2 separate regions of the Sus scrofa genome follow, and region 1 is linked to region 2. A link is a contact called in public HiChIP or PLAC-seq data. All regions are on one chromosome and are shown on one strand. The core of a region is the stretch at or near the end of the contact, and the rest is flanking DNA. Distances in the headings are between cores, read along the strand shown. Region 1 overlaps PFKFB3 (6-phosphofructo-2-kinase/fructose-2,6-bisphosphatase 3). Region 2 has its middle 210 kb from the start of PRKCQ.

What was found. HiChIP or PLAC-seq counts read pairs in DNA pulled down with a chosen protein or histone mark.
Region 1: a contact with region 2 is called in an H3K27ac HiChIP or PLAC-seq map of alveolar macrophages. The contact joins two enhancer-like sites. A contact is called at or near these places in 1 of 5 promoter capture datasets (liver), 18 of 47 Hi-C or Micro-C datasets (alveolar macrophages, blood, embryonic fibroblasts and 11 more) and 2 of 2 datasets of contacts at active chromatin or transcription factors (alveolar macrophages and skeletal muscle).

The regions. Positions count from the first base shown.
Region 1 is chr10:64,814,804-64,821,416 of Sscrofa11.1, forward strand. All of the region lies in intron 1 of PFKFB3 (6-phosphofructo-2-kinase/fructose-2,6-bisphosphatase 3), which reads right to left. Among named protein-coding and RNA genes, the nearest start is that of PFKFB3, 41 kb to the right of the region's middle. Within about 2 kb of position 4,903, at least 18 of the 83 cell types and tissues checked have an H3K27ac peak or open chromatin away from gene starts, as enhancers often do. A contact at or near this core is called in alveolar macrophages and omental adipose tissue, where this site is marked.
Region 2 is chr10:64,646,345-64,653,005 of Sscrofa11.1, forward strand. No RefSeq gene overlaps it. Among named protein-coding and RNA genes, the nearest start is that of PRKCQ, 210 kb to the left of the region's middle. Within about 2 kb of position 3,362, at least 6 of the 83 cell types and tissues checked have an H3K27ac peak or open chromatin away from gene starts, as enhancers often do. A contact at or near this core is called in alveolar macrophages and omental adipose tissue, where this site is marked.

The DNA.
Region 1 (6,613 bases), core at 3,653-6,152, 170 kb after region 2:
GAGTCACTGGGTAGCTCTAAGTTTGACAAGAAACGGGATAGCTGCAAAGCCTCAGAGTATCTGTCCCCAAGTACTTATTAGTCCCAAAGGAGGAAGAGTAACCTCACCACAGAGGAAGCTGGCAGATGCCATCCCGCACAAGGGAGCAACACGGGAAGGGGACATGTGTGTGTCCAGATGTGATGCTTCAAGAATGCAGCCCTCCTCCCTGGGACACCTGCCCAAAAAGCAGAGCCCTGACCCAAACATCAAGAAGCAACAAACAAACCCAAGTGGAGGGTTAGTCTGAGAAAGCGACGGCCTGAGTCCCGAGGAGATCTTTGCACACCTGTGTTCAAAACAGCATCATTCATGGTAGCCAAGAGGTGGAAGCCACCCAAACATCCATCCTCAGGCTAGTGGATGAACAGAGTGTGTTCCGTCCACCCCGAGGAATATTATTCAGCCTTTAAAAAGGAAGGAAGGTGTTCCTGTTGGGGCTCAGTGGTAACAAACCCGGCCGGCATTCATGAGGATGCGGGTTCAATCCTTAGCCTCGCTCAGTGGGTTAAGGATCCAGCGTTGCCACGATCTGTGGTATAGGTTGCAGACATGCCAGGGATCTGGTGTGGCTGTGGCTGTGGCTGTGGTGTCGGCCGGCAGCTGTAGCTTTGATTCAACCCCTAGCCTGGGCACTTCCATATGCCACAGGCGCAGTCCTAAAAAGAAGAAAAATAAAATTAAAAAGGAAGTTCTGACACCTGCTACAATGGGGATCATAACGTGAGGACGTTATGTTGAGTGAAACAAGCCAGTTACCAAAAACAAACAAACAAAAATTCTGTATGATTCCATTTACGTGGTGTTCCTAGGGTGGGTAGGGTGGATGGATGGATGGATGGAGAGAGAGAGAGGGAGAGAGAGAGAGAGAAGCAGAGAAGGAGTGAGGGAAAGAGGGAAGGAAAAGAGAGAGAAAGAATCAGAAAGCTAATAGGGTAAATGTCAACATTTGCAAAATCCGGGGGGAAGGCTGAACGCTTTGCACTAAGTTTTTGCAACTTCCGTGTAAGTCTGAAATTATTTCAAAACAAAAAATTAAAACGCGAAAACATCTCAGTTCACGGATGTGCCCAAAATGGTAGGAGTTCTACCCATTCCGCTCAAGAGGCTCTTCCTCGGGGTTGGAAGTTGTAAACCTCTGATACAAATCAAGGCATCAGTACTATTTCGAAACCCAATGCCGAAAGAGAATGTAAAGGGGCAATTAAATGTAATTGACTGTTCATTTGCCGACAAGAAAACACCTGCCACATGGGAAACGGGGCAGGGGTGGAGAAGCAGCCTAGAAGGGTGGCCTAACTTCTCTCCTCACTTACTATATTTTAAATGGTGCAACATAAGCCATGTCATAGCCATCACCCTCTATGAAACAGTGTAATCTAAGCTTTGTTCTATGTATTACACGATTTAAACAGTACAAAGTTGGGGACACCAAGGAGTTCCCTGGTGGCTCAGCAGGGAAAGGGGGGTGCATGGATACTGGGGGAACGCTAGCAGTCTCTGCCGCCTCACCCTTTGCCAAACGCACAACTTTTCAACAAACACCCCTCGAGAGACAGAGCCTTTTATTATACAGAAAGTGGGAACAATACTAAGCTTTGCACTCAGACAAGACCAGTGATTCAATCTGCAACCCTCACCTGTAAAATGCCACTTTTTTTCTCTTTTTTTTCCCTCTCTCTTTTCTTAGAGCCGCCCCTGTGGCATATGGAGGTTCCCAGGCTAGAGGTCAAGTTGGAGCTGCAGCTGCCGGCCTGCACCACAGTCACAGCCACGCCAGACCCAAGTCACATCTGCGACCTCTGCTGCCGCGCACAGCAACGCTGGATCCTTAACCCCCTGAGCGAGGCCAGGGATCGAAGCTGCATCCTCATGGATGCTATGTTGGGTTCTTAACCTGCTGAGCCACAACAGGAACTCCTAAAAACACAGTTCTTGAACTCACCTGTCAAAAATTCATCTTCCTCTTCCAAAAACAAATCAAATGCCGTGTTAGCCATAAGCTGCAGAAAGCTGAAGACTTACTTCCACTGCCATGGCCGTTGTCTGCCTCCCAGCCCCTTCCATGTTTCTCCCCACTGACTGCACCTCCTGGGACAGGTGGGGGAGGCAGGAATCCCCAGTTGCAGGTAAGCTGCCGCCCATCCCATCTGCAGCCTAGTCTGCCCTTCTCACGGTCCCTGACCCTAAGTGAACACGGGGGCTGAAGGGACAGCACGTCAGGCACTCAGCAAAGGTGCCCCACTCGAGGTGGGGGGCCTGGGATTGGCTGCTTGTGATCTCTGGCTGCTCCCAGAGGCTGTCTTGTCCAGGGGGATCCATGAGCCCCTTCTCGTCTGCCTTCTGGAGCCGGGAGCAGGGGCAGGGGCAGGGTTCTCTTTCCTAAAACTTTGGTCTTTAGGAAACTGGCCCCAGCCATGGTGTCCTGGCCTGGGCTGCCCCAGATTGCTGCCTCCAGAGCTGGAAGGACACCCGGGGGGTGGGCGGGGAATAGAGGTGTGTGGGGAGAGCCCCGCCCGTGCCAAAGGAGGGGGGCAGAGCACCGGCTCCAAGGGTGTCCCTGGGGTGCACAAATCAAGCAGGAAGCACCCCCACAGCCACGCAGCCAATGCAGAGGACCCCACCTGATGACCCACCCCCACCACAGGGCATCAGAAACTCAGCACCATGTCACAGATTCGGACGAAACTACAATTCAGAAAGTGACATGCACCCTATGTTCACTGCAGCATGAGTCACAAGAGCCAAGACATGGAAACAATCTAAATGTCCACCATAGACAAATGGATTAAGAACATGTGATACAAATACACAATGGAATACTACTCAGCCATAAAAAAGAACACAATAATGCCATTGGCAACAACATGGATGCAACCAGAGATTCTCACACTCAGTCAGAGAGAGAAGGACAAATACCGTATGGTATCACTTACATGTGGAATCTAAAATATGGCACAAATGAACCTATCTACAGAACAGAAACAGACTCAAGGGCATACAGAACGGACTTGTGGTTGACAAGGGGGAGGGGGAGGGAGAGGGATGGACTGGGGTTGGGGTTAGTAGATGCAACTGTTCCATTTAGAAGGGATGGCCAGTGAGGTCCTGCTGTAGAGCACAGGTTCTTGGGATAGAACCTGCTGGAAGATACTATAAGAGAGGGAATATATGCCTATGTATGACGGGGTCCCTTTGCTGTACGGCAGAAAGCGGCACACATTGTGAATCAACTATACTTTAATAATAAAAAACGGGGGAAAAAGATAAAACAGAAGGAATTCATCACTGAGAAATAAGAAGGAAAAAGATAAAAACCACAGACACAGCAGTCACGGGACCCGGATGGTGTCACTGCCAAGGCGAGCGTGTTCTTTGACCAATGCCATGAGCCACGCATAAGGTGCACTGCTGATAGCAGAACACGGCAAAAAGGAAATTACATATAAAAGTAATGCTGATGGAACACGGGGAACAGACCTGGGGAAGGGGGTGTGGGAGGGGTCAGTTGGAAATTTGGGATTGGCAGGTGCAAACTTGCATCTACAGAATAAATAAGAAGATCCTACTGTAGAGCACAGAGAACTACCCTCAATATCCTGTGATAAACTACAATGAAAAGAATATGAAAAAGAATATATATATGTATGTATAACTGAATCACTGCTATACGGCAGAAATTAACACAACACTGTAAATCAACTATACTCGAACAAAAAAATTTTTTTAACTAATGCTGGTGTAGTTCCCGTCATGGCTCAGTGGTAACGAACCTTATGAGTGTCCACGAGGGTGTGGGTTTGATCCCTCGCCTCGCTCAGTGGGTTAAGGATCCGGCGTTGCCGTGAGCTGTGGTGTAGGTTGCAGACACAGCTCAGATCTGGGGTGGCTGTGGCTGTGGCTGTGGTGTAGGCTGGCAGCAACAGCTCTGATTTGACCCCTAGCCTGGAAACTTCCATGTGCCACACCTGCAGCCCTAAAAAAAAAAAAAAAAACAAACTAATGCTGGTGGAATCTCAATTCTCTAGAAAACATTAGGTGTTTCTATACATCAGAAATGATGGATCTCGGCGGTTGAATTATAGGTGATTTTCACTGTCACTTTGTGTGTAAGCCTTCCTACATTTTAAAAGATTGTCTAATAACCAGAACACAATACCATAAGAGCTATTCGATAATCAGAGTAGTAATCATTATTAAAACAGCTACCATTTATCCCAAGCCCTGAGTCTGGGCTAAGCCCTGGGCTCAAGCTTTACGTATATTTTCTCAACAACTCACTCAGGTAAGTAATGATGTCACTAGTTTTCAGAGAAGGAAAGCCACACAAGTGGGGCTTGAATCCAGCTGCCTGACGGCTAAGCTGGAAGTCCACGCCCTTAACCACTCTGCCCACGGGGCCCCGAAACGAAACCCTTTTGAAGGAAATAGACACATGTGTGTGGATCTGAACAGTGGGCCAAAAAAAGGGGGGCGGAGGGGACTGGACCGGGGTGGGGGTCTGCCAGGGAACCTCGGGCAGGAGGGGCAGCCAGAAGCCGCTGTGTCAACCAGAGGAAGAGGCCCTACCTAAGCTTCAGCTCCCTGGGGAGCTGCCTCCCTGGCCCCTTCTCCCTATTTGCTGGCCCTGAACTTCTGGAGAAAAATCTAAAGGCTCTCCTGTCTCCTCCGACCTCTGATGCAAATGTGGGTTATTAAGTCAGCAAAAACAACGGGAGGCAGCAGACAGCTGGCAAATTAGCAAGTATGTATGAGCTGTCTTCGGATTCTTTTTTTTTTTTTTTTTAGCCCACACTGAGGGCTGGAGAAAAGGAAGAAGAAGGAGAAGAAATCCCTTCGCAGTGGGTCAGCCGGGGACAGAGCAAGGTCACGTCTGCATAGGGTCGTCCCCATGCTCCCTGCAATGCGTCACACCTGCCAACACACCACATACACGGAAAGGCGCCTTCTTCCAAAGTTCTCCGTCAGGGAGAGGTCCCTGTGCCAGTTCAGCCCGTCCCACGTGAGACAGAGCACAGGACACTCAGCCCCGCATCACAGCGGGACACCGGGACCCTGAAGACATGGCCCAATTTGAACAACTTTGCCTACAACGAAGAGCTGACACGCAGCAGGCTGTAATCACTCATTCATGACTCGAAACTGGGTATCGCACGTGCATTTCGGAGTCATGCAAAGGCCACGGCCCCCGCAGCTGGGGCCCCTCCAACGGCATCCACATAGCACGCCCCTGCAGGAGCAGCCCAGCCTGCGATGCTCCGAGAGCTAAAGCCAGTCCTTTCCACAATTCTCCCAAAGCAGCAGGAGATCAAATGAGGATGGGGCCTCGTGGCGATGAGAGACGCAAGGCAACCCCAGCAGGAAGCCCGCCCCCCCGCCAGGCACGACCTGGTCACCTGAGGGTTTCACCCACGGGAGCCTGACATAAGGCAAGGCTTGGCCCCCTGGCTGTTTCAATCAGGTGTTTTTATGTCCTGAGTTTTGGGACAGAAATATCCAGGCTGATAGGCTGGATAATCGGGGGCGGGGGAAGAGTGAACTTGGGAAACTGATCACTTCACCTGAACCACGTTACTGATCCCTGGTTCTCTGCGTCAGGGACCCGCAAGAACATTCTCAAAACGTCGATGTGTAAACCTCACACTAGCCCCATTCGATCAGAACTGCTGCCTGGGGTTTCGGCTTTGCAGGTTTTTAAAAAGCCTCTCGAGTGAGCCCCGCATTAGCCAAATAAAGATGCTAACTTGCACCGCGGGGAGCTGCAGGCTGCCCCGAGGGGGTGGGATCTGAGTACAGGTTCTTCTACCGAGATCAGACGCGAAGAGTACGCGCTTGGGAAGCAAGGGGCACACAAAATCGCCGTGGGGTTTGTTGGTGTTTTGCAGATTCGAGAGCAAACCACGGGGAGAAAGTGAGCCTCTCAGAGCTGGCGTTTCTGCTGCTCCTGCAGCCTGTTTCTCGGGGCTTATGACCAGCCACTGAGCCGCCCTGAAACCCAGTCGGGTGTGTTTTGTTTGCTTTTGAGACCTGGGTTGACCTTCTGAAAGAAGGCGGGATAGAGTCTCAGGATACTAAACTACTGGGTAGTTCCCAGGAAAAAATCCCCTCCTGCCTGTCACCCCAGGCTGAAAAAGTCCCCCGAGAAGCCATTTATCCACACAGTCGGTTCTCCCAACAGAGAAGAGGCGACCCACTGGGATTCATGCCACCCCCACCCCCCACCCCGTGAGAGCAGCAGGTGTGGCTCAAGAATTTAAGCCTTAACCTAAGCAACTTAAGCTGAACTTAAGGACTAAGTCACCCAGGGATGGGCCTGGGTGCACGTGTGTGTGTGTGTGTGTGTGTGTGTGTGTGTGTGTGTGTGTGTTTACATGTGTACGTGTGTACACAGGGATCTGCTGCTGGACCCTGCAAGGCTTGGCCACATACACTTTCTGGGGTCACCAGGGTGGTGCCATGGGGACAGACAGACACCCCGGCTGACCTGCCGTGGAGCGAGGGGGGTCCCCAGGGCACGGCAATGGTGTTGCACTGCCTGGCGGAGACTCGGCCCCTCTGCCCTCCTGACTGCGGC
Region 2 (6,661 bases), core at 2,112-4,611:
ACAGCTGAGGAAAGTCTTATTGAAAAAAAGGCCAAGCAGAGACGTGGCTAATACACAGATTTGCCAGAAGGAAAAGTACTGATCTGCTCATTATTCAGGTATAAACACGGAAGATGGAATCCACTCTCAGAATTTGGCACTAAAGGGACTTTTCCATTGAACCTTTAGGTGGGAATTAGAATGAGTCCCCTAGCTCTCACCTGGCTCAGTCTTCCCCACAAAGGCACACTCTCCCTAAGGACCATAAAGATTTGGCCCTTAACCTTGGCAGAGAAAGAGTAGACATCTCTATTTGTTCGTTCTTACACCTACAACCGTGATCACAATGACCCCAAATTCTCTCTCAACTGTCAGATCTCCGGGTGCTTTTTATTAGAAAGTTTGTCTTTGCAGGTGTTTTTTCCTTGCTTTTGTAGCCTAGTAGCTTCTGTCATTGCTTCATAGGTAGTTTTATGCCTTATTCTTCACCTCGAAGATTATAAAATCATGAAGACCTTTCCCAAAAGCCTTCATATCACACGGTTGGCCTGGAAAGTGTACTCAGGAAAAAATTAATGTTTGTGTTTGATTTTAAGAACAGAGTCTTGCTTAGGCGAATCATTACTCACTCATCCATTCATTCTCTTTATTTTTATGGAAGTACAGTTGATTTATAATGTTTCAGGTGGACAGCAAAGTGATTCAGTACTATAGATATTACTTTTCCATTCTTTTTTAGATTCTTTTCCATTATAGGATATTATAAGATATGCACTAGAGTTCCCTGTCCTTGTTGTAATCTATTTTAAATATAGTTGTGTGTATCTGTTACTCCCAAATCCCTAATTTATTCCTCTTTGATAACCAGAGATTTGTTTTCTACGTCTGTGAGCCCATTTCTGTTGTGTAAATAAATTCATTTGTGTCTTTTTATTTTAGATTCCACACACAAGTGAAATCATACGATATTTGTCTTTCTCTGTCCGGCTTACTTCACTTTGTATGATAATCTCTAGGCCCACCCATGTTGCTGCAATTGACGTATTTTATTCTTTTCATGGCTGAGTAATATTCCATTGTGTGTATATATGGATGGATGAATGGATGGATACACACAGTACTCTATCCACTCATCTGTCGAATATTTAGGTTGTTTCCATGTCTTGGCTATTGTAAATAGTGCTGCTATGAACATTAGGGTGCATGCATCTTTCAGAATTAGAATGTTCTTCTTTTCCAGTTACATGCCCAGGAGCGGGACTGCTGGATCCTATGGTAGTTTTCCAAGGATACACCATACTCTTTGGCATAGTGGCTGCACCCATTTGCATTCCCACCAACCCTTTAGGGTTTAGGAGAGTTCCCTTTTCTCCACACCCTCTCCAGCATTTATTGTTTGTAGACTTCTTGATAATGACCATTCAGACTGGTGTGAAGGTGACACCTCACAGTTTTGATTTGCATTTCTCTACTAGTTAGCAATATTGAGTATCTTTTCCTGTGCCTGTTGGCCATCTGTGTGTCTTTGGAGACCTGTCTATCTAGGTCTTCTGCCCCCCTTCCTTTTTCAATGGCTGCACTGCAGCACGTGGAAGTTCCCAGGCCGAGACTTGAATCTGAGTCACAGCTGCAGCCATGACAGATACTTTAACCCACTGTGCTGGGCTGGGGATCAAACCTGCCTCTCTGCAGTGACCCGAGCCGCTGCAATCAGAGACTCTACCCACCCCACCACAGGGGGACCTCCCTTTTCCCATTTTTTGATTGGGTTGTTTTTTTTTTGCTGTTGTTGCATAAGTTATTCGTACATTTGGAGACTGAGCCCTTGGCAGTTGTATCGCTTGCAAATATTTCCTCCCGTTCCCATAGGTTGTCATTTCATTTTGTTTATGGTTTCCTTTGCTGTGCAAAAGCTTTTAGGTTTAATTAGATCCCATTTGTTTATTTTTTCTTTTGTTTCCATAACTCTAGGAGACCGATCCAAAAAAATTTGCTGTGATTCATGTGAGAGAGTGAGTGTTCTGCCTATGTTCTCCTCTAGGAGTTTTACAGGGCATTCATTCATTCTTCAAACAAGCCATTCTTGAGCACCATGTCCCAAGCACTGGAGATGCAAAAATAAACTTACATAATTCAAGCCCTTGCAGCTATAGGGTGAAATGCCAGATTGCAGAACAGTGTGCTTGCGGCAATAATAAGAGGCACACGGATAAGAGTCACCTTGAATTCTATGTGAAATACCCACAGACTACCTTCCCCGAGTTCCGTCAAGTCTTTAGCATGAGGAGAAGCACTGCTTCTGTGCCTGGCCAACATTTCATCTGAGACCCACCAGTCTCAGCTGGGGAAGATCCAGGAACTCCCGGTCCACAGACACAGGGCAGCTCCGGGGAGAAGCTGGTAGACTCAAACCCCTTGAATCCCGCTGCAAAGAAAGCATGCTCGGTACGACCCCTTCCCTCCTTTCCTCGTTTCCAAGCAGAAGGCATGGCCTCAACGGCAGCCGTCGTGTTGGGGCTGGTAGCACATTCCTTGGTGTTTGTCTGAGGACAGTGGCATTGAGGAGCCCGACTCCCACCACACTTCTGCCTCGGAGGTTTTGCCTTCTGCAAATTGCTGGAAACAAAATGTTCCAGCACAGAGGTGAGCGGTGTCTCAGGCAAGAGAGGAACCCTCGGGGATGAGTGTGTCGAAGGTGTCCCTGGCTCCCCTGCCTAGGATATTAGTGGGCAGAGCAGAGCGAACACAAGACACAAAAGCTTAGTGAAGGATTAGAGAGATGGGGGGGGAGAGGAGCGGGGAGGAGGGAAGAGAGAAGGGGGGAGCGGCCAGGGTATAATGTGCAGACACAGAGCAAAGGGCGTCCTGCCCTCAGTGGAGTGTCGCATACAACACGGAGCGCCACCTACGTGAGAAAGGGGGACCTGGGAGGAGTGGTCACGTCCACTCTTCCTTTCCTTGGCGGTTGTTGTGGTTGTTGCTGTTGTTTGGTTTGGTTTGGGGTTTTTTGTTTTTGTTTTTGGTACAAAGAGGGATTGCCAAAGTGAGAAAAAAGAACAGGAAGATAAAAACCCTGAGCCAGGATTTTATCTTTGTCTCCTTGGCTGTCACTATAGTGCTTCCCACGCATGAGGCAGAGGGAGAAAAGGAAGGAAGGAAAAGTTAAGACTTGGCATCTTTCGTAGCCTCTGTGTTCTTGCAACAACTGTACTGCAAAAATAAATAAATACATATACATATCACTGCTGTATTTATATATGTATATATTACTATTATATTACATTACATATTACTATTTTACATATATATAAAATAGTACATAAAATATATGACAGTAATTCTGGACTTGAGTCTCTAGAGGGAGGCAGAGGAACGTGAGAAAAGCTGCCTCTACTGCCACTGTTCCTGCCACCGTACCCAGGGCTGTCTTGGACTTGAGACACTTCATTCATCAGGCAAGATGAGGCATCCGAAGAATCAGTTCTTCTGCCTTGCTCTTAGTTCAAAATGTGCATCCCACCTTTAATCCGTGTAATCTCCACATGTTTAAAGAACAGATCAGAAAAGAGCTGCAGATCATAGAGCAGTGACTATCAGTCATCTGGTCGACCCTCTGGGCCACTGCTGCAACTCAGCAGGAAAATGTGCAGGAATCAGAGCCTTGGACGAGCGCGTTCGAGCTCTGCTCCCTCTACCAGTCATTGTCAGAAGCCCAGTTTTTCATCAGCAAAAGGCTAAGAGCCATCATTTCTACTGTGTCGGGTTGCTGTAAAGACTGATTAATGAAAAAACATGTTCATAAAACAACGAACTACATGGATGCAAATCTAATTATTATTATTACCCATGTGCTCAAGTCTACTTAGTCATGTCCTTAAAGCTGCCCAGGGAGAGGCCACAAGGAGGGCAGGAACTACAGGGGCCACTCTGAGCATCTAACGTGGCACCTCATACACAGCAGGCAATTCTTAAATTTCTTACACAAATGAGTAAAAACACTTATGTGTAGGAAAACCACATCGTTAACATCTAAAACAAGTCCCTTTTTTTTTCCTACTGAGAGAGAGAGAGCACTATTTGTGATTAGTCCAGGAAACAGGTCAAAGGCAGGTCTTTCCTGGGCCAGCTGGACACACGTGGTCACTGCACTTGTGTGGCACCTACCACGCCGCGGGCCCTATCTTGAATGCACTGCAATATTAACCATGTAACTTCAGACAATCTCGTTGCGGCTGGTGCGGATATTAACCACATTCCACAAATAGCTCATGAGGACCTACTACGGGTCCCAAGCCTCCTAGATTCTGAGGACACAGCCAAAACGTAGCTTCCCCAAAAGCAAAGATTCCTGGTCTTTAAGGGTGGGAGACGAGAAAGCCAGGAAATGATACACAAATAAACAAGTAGGTTACATGGCAAGCTAACGGGAGCAGCGCCGCGGATAAAAGAAAGCGATCCTGGGAGCGCGGAAGGCGCGGGGACAGCTGGGCACAGAATCAGTGCGCAAGCGGCCTCGGTCCCACCTGAGGGGCCGCCTCCGGTTCCTGCTTTTAACCTCGACACTGTTTTTTCCCTTCGTTCCGAGGAGCAGCCAGCCTTGCTCCGCATTCGAGTTCGCTTCCTCCATGGGCGGTGGAGGGCGACCCAAAGCCGGGGGATCCTCTCCTGACCTCAGCTCAGGAGCCTCCATCCGTGGCAGACGTCGGAGACTACGGATGCCTCGGTTCGGGTCACGGCTGCGTGGACTCTGAACCCGGGGCCCCTGGAACTGCCTGTCTGCTCAGGAGGAACGAAGGCTCTGCCTAGAGAAGCTGTGTTTGTAGGTTTGGGGACACAGCCAGACAAACCCGCCAGACAGGAGGGAACACATAACCCCGACGGGAAGGGCACGCCTTGCCCAAAGTCTCAACTGCTTCGACTCATCCTGGTCTCTGAGCAGAGTGGAGGCCCCGGAAACCCCAGGATGCTGAACTTCCTCTGCTCTCCCGCCACCCCCCGCCCCCGTCCCTGCCTCCCCCACCCCTCGCCTCCCCCCTCGCCTCCCCTGCCCGCCACCTCTCACATCCCCCACCTCGCGGCCCCCACATCCCCACCTTCCCGCCCCCACATCCCCACCTTCCCGCCCCCACATCCCCAACTCCTGCCCACCCACTTCCCCCACCCCCCTCCTCCCCGCCCCCACATCCCCAACCCCCCACCCCATCTCCCGCACCGCCCCCACCCCCCCGCCCCCACCCCACCCCAGTCTCCCCCGACCCCCACCTCTGACTCCCCCGCCCCCCACCTCCTGCATCCCACCCCCTGCACCCCACCCCCGCCACCTCTCGCACCCCTCACTTCCCCACCTCCCCCTTGCCCGTCCCCCCCCCACCCCCCCTTGCCCTGCCTCCTGCTGCGCTTCTAGCCCTTCCCCGTCTTGTGACTCTGGCGGGACTCCAGGGCGGTTATTCAACCTGTCTCAAGACACCCTGGGCCAAAAGCAGAACGAAGACGGCAAGTGCCGACTCCAGGGCAAAGCCGGCTGCCAAGAAGCCCGTCAGTGGCCCAAGGCAGGCAGCGGGCACAATGGAGCTTTCAGTGTGAAAGTCACCCCAGAAGGAGCTGGCACTTGCCCAGCCTTCGGAGTCTGCACCTCCACGCTGAGCCGTCCCCACCACCCACCTTCACGCCATGGATTCAGCACATCGTGGCAACTATTTTTGAGGGCCTACTATGTGCGAGACCTTCAGGAAAGTCATGAAAAGAGGACACGAAGGATGTCTTTCTGGAGAAGAAATTGCTCAAGTATTCGGACCAACCCAGACACACTCATCACTTGGCTTTGAGAAAATAGATGATAAAATCGCCCGGGTTCTTAGCAGCAGCATGGATTCCCTTCCCTGGTTGGGTTTTCAGTTGTAGTTTCCTCTGTCCTGGATCAGCTGTTGACCTACCGTCCTTTAATCCAACGAATTCAACAGAGTGTCCAGTGTGTGTTCCAGCGACAATGACCTGCTGTGTTTGTGGGTAGCACGTGTGTGAGTCACACGTGTGTGTGAGAAAGTAGTTCCCCTGGAAGCCCTGCTCACAGCCAGAAACGGGAGCTGACGACCCAGGAGCAGATGACACGCTGGGTCCTCCCTGCGTTTTTACATGCCCCACGAGAGGAGGGGCCCGTCGGCGAAGTGACAGGTCCAGTTCAGGGCTCCAAGCCGGCTGCCCTGTGAACGAGCAGTCGGAGTGTGGAGACAAGCACATCTCATCTGGAGATCAGACCTCCAAACTCGCACCGGGAGGCAGATGGGGAAGGATGGGATGTGTCAAAGTCAAAATCAGTCAGGTCTGTGCTAGACCCCTCCCACCAACAACAGGAGAGGGGAGAGGCACCTGCACACACAAGCTAGTCCTAGGCAAGCAGCAGCCCCAGCTTCCTTTCCCATGTGTCCTAAAGCATCTTTCCCCTGCATGTAGGGGGTAGCGGGTACGAGAGGCACGGGTGACCGGATTCAGTACAGACGCTGGGACCCTCCCCACCTGGCCCTCTTGCCCTCTTTGGCTCTCAGAGCTGGTACTCAGGCCCTGACCCTCCAGCAAGAGGTCAGGCGAGCTTTTCTGTAGGCTCTGCTCCAGCCAAGAAGACACAAGAGCAGGAGAGCCAAGAGGGTGTCCCAAACCCCACAACTCAGCTGAGCCACCCTTCCCT